2 separate regions of the Cricetulus griseus genome follow, and region 2 is linked to region 1. A link is a contact called in public Hi-C data. All regions are on one chromosome and are shown on one strand. The core of a region is the stretch at or near the end of the contact, and the rest is flanking DNA. Distances in the headings are between cores, read along the strand shown. Region 1 holds the start of Cep295 (centrosomal protein of 295 kDa). Region 2 has its middle 21 kb from the start of Slc36a4.

Region 1 (2,846 bases), core at 178-2,677:
CCTCACAAACAAAATTGTAGCCTCTTTCAATTTACAAAACACAAAACCCCATATTGAAAATATCTTAAATCCAGGGCTTCTGTCATAAAAATAGAGAATGACCAGAGGTGCTGCTGACCTAAGAGATAGCTGCATCCAGGAGTTTGGACATTGTTGGAATTCCCTCTTTGTGCTCCCCATTGTGTGTCAGACTTGTGCTTTCAGATCAGCTTGTGTAGAGTCACTTGATGAAGAATTTACACAGCGAGGCTCCAGATTCATACCCCAGCATAAACTTAGGAATGTGTTCATTTTTGCTGGTTCCAGTAAGAACAATTACTACAAAATACCGTTGGCCCAGTTTAGGACATGTACCCATGCATGGGCCAGTCACATAGGCAAGAGAGAGGATGGCAATTGTCCTTTCTTGATCATACTTCTGTGACCTGAGGGGCTGGATCTATATCAAAGGGCAAAGTTTTAAACAAGAAAGAAAACACTCTAACAGAAGACCTTATAGTTTTTGAGAATGTGCAAAGTGCCTTCACATGATTATTAACTTTGAGTGTCCCGTGGACTCAGGGACGAGGGCAAGTCAAGTATTACTAAGGATTAAGATGCCCACAAAGAATTTCCTCCTAACTTGCATTTGGGCTGGCCCTGACACTTAGCCAGTAAAATGCGGCAAATTTTACAATTCCTCAGCTTCCCTGCAAAAGCACTCAGCAGCCTCACTCTTTCCCCGGAGAATGCTCTCTTAGGACATTCCCTGTGAAAACACAGGGAACAAGCAGTGAGACAGATGTCTGGTCCCCATGGCAAAGGAACAGGGAGCCAGGCACTCCACTGAACACTTCCAGCAGAACCCTTCGCTTAGGAAACAGATGCCAGGTGAAAAGAACACGCCACTTTGGACATTCCAGGGTGGCTTGGTCTACAACAATAAAGGTCTAAAGTAAACTACGACTCCAGGGGTTTAGGGTCCAGGCTAGCATGTAATAAGTAAGAGTCGCGATGTGCAGCCTGACGCTCTCTCAGCCTACTGCGCTTGCTCTGATTCCTCCTGGTTTCCCATTAAAAACGGAGCACGTCTCAATCCCCAGTTTCCACTTGGGAAATGTTCTTTCCAAGACGTCAGCCTGGTAAAGCACAACATTTGTCCAATCAGCAGGTCAACAGTGCCAGGCAACTGAACCAAACGCGCCTCAAGAACAAGAAGGACTGATGTCCCCTTTCATGGCCCGCCAGAGAGCTTCCCTTTCCCACATCTCTGCTTTCGGGTCTGTGACACAGCGCCAGACCGTAGTTGTGAGAAATAATGGGCCACGGCGCAAAACTGCGCGTGCGCGCATGTAGGCAGGGCTACGCGTGCGCGGGACCACACGTGGGCGGGGTCTCGGCACGGCGAGGCCTACCCGGCGGCCCCGGCGGAGGCGGGAGCAAGGTGCTTCCCGCCGTCCGCTCCCGCCATTGGCGGGCCGTTTGAATGGCGGAAGTGACGAGAACCTGGCGATGGTCGTCCCGCAGGGGCCCAAACGGCTGCTGGGTAGCAGGCCGCCTGTGGACGCCCGTGTGCCGTGAGGTCCAACTGCACACGCTGCCAGGTGAGTGACGGAGGCCCGCCGGGGTTCTCCCCGCAGGCCGCGAGCAGGCGGGCGAGCCTTCCGGCCCTTTAAACCTCCCGAGGCGGGTCCTGCAGAGAGCGTGGCGCTTCTGTGCAATCCGACCCCCGGAGACTCCTGTCACAGTGGGCTTTGAAAAAATGGCAGTCTCAGCCGGGAGTGTTGGTTCACCCAGAGATCCCAGCACTCTTTCGGGAGGTATTAGTGCCTCGAGTTCAAGGCTAACCTATGCGACAAGAAACTACGGTACCGAATGCTTGTTAGTCTATTATTATTATTATTATTATTATTATTATTATTATTATTATTATAATGTGTTCGGCGGTTTCGCAGCAATTAAGCCACACTTAGTACAACCCCGTGTGGTGGGTATTACTACCGTTACAAGGAGTAAAGAAACGGGACCCAAGGGATTTCAGACTTGGCTACTGCCTTCTGCTAGTGAATGGCAGTGTTGGCTTTTGCATCCACGTCGGTTAAGTCTAGTGTTAATGTTGTGATTACTGCGTGTCAGATACTACTGCTTAATTATCGCAATGAAATATATCAGGGTAAGTCCTATTGTATCTATTATTGCACAGTTACAAAGCATAGAACTTGGAAATCCACACGGATAGAAATGACTTGTGAATAAACCAGACAACAGGATTCTACTTGATAACTGTAGAAGGAATAATTTTCTCCTATGGGAAACAATTTGCAATATTCCTCCCTTGGATCCCCAGCCATCCTTTAGAGTTTGCTTTTTTTTTTTTTTTAAGAATATCAATGGGATGTATTGGAAAAGGTTTTCAACTCAAGCAATTACTCCTGTTTGACATCAGAGCCCTCTTGTATATAACCATGACTTGGTCTGCCCATGTAGTACTGTACTAAGTCACTGTCTAATTCAGTCCACCCTAAATTATCTATAAAGTGCAAGACAGCTTTTTTAGACAGAAACATAAGGTGATGAATACAACCACCCTTGTCCTGGCCACACTTGTGATGGAGAATTTGATGAAAAAAGTATTGGTTCCTACCAGGTTACCCAAGCACTTCATCAAAACAGTATTTTTAAGTTATTATATTTACTTGAGTATTGAGAATTTAAACAAAACTATAGCTACAAAAGACAAATAGTAATTAGTGAAAAGTAAAGGACAAGCCATCCCTTTATGAAAATGCATATAGATAGTCTATATTCTAGGTAAGATGAGTGAGTAAAGTAGAAGGGGCTAAGCTTAAACTAGCTTCACAGAGCTG
Region 2 (2,846 bases), core at 235-2,734, 290 kb before region 1:
GATCTCCACTCTAGACAAGAAAAATGCAGAGCTAGGCCAGTTATACGTGTCTACATATATTAGTTTCCGTTTCTTTGAAATGATTATTTCAATCTGTCACTTGTCACTCTAGGCTACTATTAAAGTCTTCCTCTTTCATTTATTCTATGTGTATGAGTATTTGCCTGAATATATGTATGCATACAACGTGTGTGTGTGGTACCCTCAGAAGTCTAAAGAAGGCTTTGGATCCGCTGGAGCTGGAGATACAGCTGGTTGTGAGCTGACACATGGGTGCTGAGAACTGAACCCGGGTCCTCTGCAAGACCAAGTCCTTTAACAGTTGAGCCTTCAATCTAGCCCCCAAAAAGTCCTTTCCTAATCCCTCATTCTAGAAAATATACCTCCTTAATTTTCACAACAGGAAGCTCCCTTTCTGGAAATCTAAACTTACTTGATGGATCCTCAAATCCACAAAAAGTACTTTGTAAGTTACTACACCCACGTTACTTCCAACACAGTATTCCTGTGCCTCCCTTTGCTTTTATGCTGGAGTGTGCACCCTTGCAGATACATGGAGTTTAGGGGTAGTGTGTGACATGTATACAGATCTGGCATGCACCACAGGACATGCCTTGATTTCAACAGTCCCAACAGATAGGTCTGGCTATTGATATTTATTTTGTAGATGACAAACAGAAAGTTCAGAGAGGTAAGCCACCATTGGGGTCAAGTATCAGAAGTCAGAATGACTGGATTACAGTCCAAGTTTTCTAGGTGCTGGCTCCCTGGGGGGCCCAGCAGTGGACAGGGCTGACCAAAAGACCTGTGAGGAGGGGCTCAGTGAAAGAGCTCCTCATTTTCTCCTGGGAGTGATAACCAGGATGTACCAGAATGCAAAGTCCCTGAAGGGGAGAGGACACTGAAGAGGGAGTATTAGCCTCCGCTTAAGGCTGCTGAGCCTTCCTGTGATCAGTGGGAGGAATGGGCCAGTGGGAGTCCAAGAGAAGTCAGCCAGGGGAGAAATGCAACGTGACACCTTTGTATGTCCGCTTTTCTAACCTGTAGTGTGTGTGCACATCCACCAGGAGACTCTCTGTCCTTGCCTTGTAATGAGGCTGGGAGAGCCTGAGGAAGGGCCCCTGGGTGGTGGGCGGGCCTTGGTTTTCCACAGAGTCATTTCTGTCTTCAGCAGGAAGCCACGATTCCAAGCAGTTATGGGTCACAAGGGTCCTAATCCTGACAGTAGCCAGACTGTCCTCATGGTGGCAGTGCAGCCTTAACTAACAGGCCTGCAAGCAGCTGAAAGTGGCCCTGCTGAAGTAAATCCCAGGCCAGACTGGGCCTGCTGCTGGTGAACTCTGGTGTTTCTGCAGGACTCTTCTCCCTCTTCAGTCAGTTACTCATCTGTTTCTGTGCCATTTTAAAACCCACGTACAGGGGGATGCGAAGACTTATCTTTGCTTTTAATAATCTACATTCTGCCCCAACACCGGGGATCTAAATGCTGAGTGAGAGATGTGTCACTGTGGTTGGTGCTGGCCACAGCAGTGGTGGGGGTGAGGGACATGTCAGACAGGATGAAGTCCTTCACATCACATCTTAAACATGTTTTCAATCTGAAATGCCAGCTCTGGCCCCAGGCTGTGTGGCCCTGTTCTGGGACTCCTCAGATCCCTGTATTTCTCTGTTGTGTTGTTGTGTTGTTATTCCTTTATTGGCTTTTTTTTTTTTTTTTTTTTTTTTTTTTTTTTTTTTTTTTTGGTTTTGGAGTCTATCCTGGCACTCGCTCTGGAGACCAGGCTGACCTCGAACTCACAGAGATCTGCCTGCCTCTGCCTCCCGAGTGCTGGGATTAAAGGTGCGCGCCACCAACACCCGGACCCTTTATTGGCTTTTTTCTTTCCTGTTGCATGTAACAAGCTACTCAAGCAGCAGGTGCTTCTGTCCAGTCCCTCATCACATCCCCAGCATCCATCGTTAAAGTCTGGCTTACCACAGGAGATTGGTGAATGCTGCAGAATGAGGGAGAATGGGGGTTTGCATGACGTCTCCACACAAACACAAAACAGATTATGTCCGCATTTTTCTAAACCAAAGAAAAACCTCTGTTTCCCAAGATTAGTTGTTATCATCTACCCTCAGCTCTAAATCTCCTTTCATTCTTAGGGGCCATGCCACGACAGTAGGCACATCTGGGCGAGTGGTAAGGAGAGGCCCACAGCCCTTCCCCCTTCCCACTGTCTCCTGTACACCGGGCTGGACTCTGGTCTTTTGACTGCCAGACTATAGCAGCACCTGTCACCAGCATCCCATCTCACACCTGCCCACTTACTGCACTGCTCACAAGGAGCACCTCAGTGCTAAGTGAGGCCAAACACACAAGTACCCTGCCCTCCTACAAGTGGGTCCCTCCTGGCTTAGTAGATCTCAGCACCCAAGCACCTCTGTGGTGCTTGTATGGGAAAGGGGGGGGGATATTTCCTAATGAACACTGATTGATTAGCAGCTTCAGAGAAAAAAGCTTCAATTAAGTCTCACAAGCTCTTCCTCTCACTTAATAAATGGATATGTGTCTTTTCAGAGCAAGTTTTCCAAGGTATCTGATTGTTTCTGTCTTCAGGAAACTAAACTGAAAGTCAATATGAATCTGTTATTTAGAAACCCAGAACTTATTTTGAGTCTCAGAAAATGGTCATATACCACATAATGACATTTTAATCCACAGCAACCAATGGATTGTGTTCCCTAGCCATTATAATGGAGCTGTCCTTGGGATTTTCATTCTACTTTCTATAAGCTGTCTGCTGGAGTGCAGTAGGTGCCACCTCAGAGACCAGGGGTGCAGTGAGCACCATCTCAGAGAC

The links. Hi-C and Micro-C count contacts between places; a contact is called where the count stands out from the background.
Region 2: a contact with region 1 is called in a Hi-C map of the CHO-S cell line, with 12 times the contacts expected there. The contact joins the enhancer-like site here to the promoter of Cep295 in region 1. A contact is called at or near these places in 6 of 8 Hi-C or Micro-C datasets (the CHK-Q cell line, the CHL-YN cell line, the CHO-K1 cell line and 2 more).

What each region holds. Positions count from the first base shown.
Region 1 is chr4:128,864,796-128,867,641 of CriGri-PICRH-1.0, reverse strand. It overlaps Cep295 (centrosomal protein of 295 kDa), which reads left to right and starts at 1,427. Exons shown (of 29, transcript XM_027410840.2): 1 at 1,427-1,583. The coding sequence starts at 1,466. LOC100755978 (heat shock protein HSP 90-alpha-like) reads right to left here and starts at 1,450. Exons shown (of 5, transcript XM_035444197.1): 1 at 1,395-1,450; 2 at 627-748. The coding sequence starts at 1,450.
Region 2 is chr4:129,159,004-129,161,849 of CriGri-PICRH-1.0, reverse strand. No RefSeq gene overlaps it. Among named protein-coding and RNA genes, the nearest start is that of Slc36a4, 21 kb to the left of the region's middle. Within about 2 kb of position 1,484, at least 1 of the 6 cell types and tissues checked has open chromatin away from gene starts, as enhancers often do. A contact at or near this core is called in the CHO-K1 cell line, where this site is marked.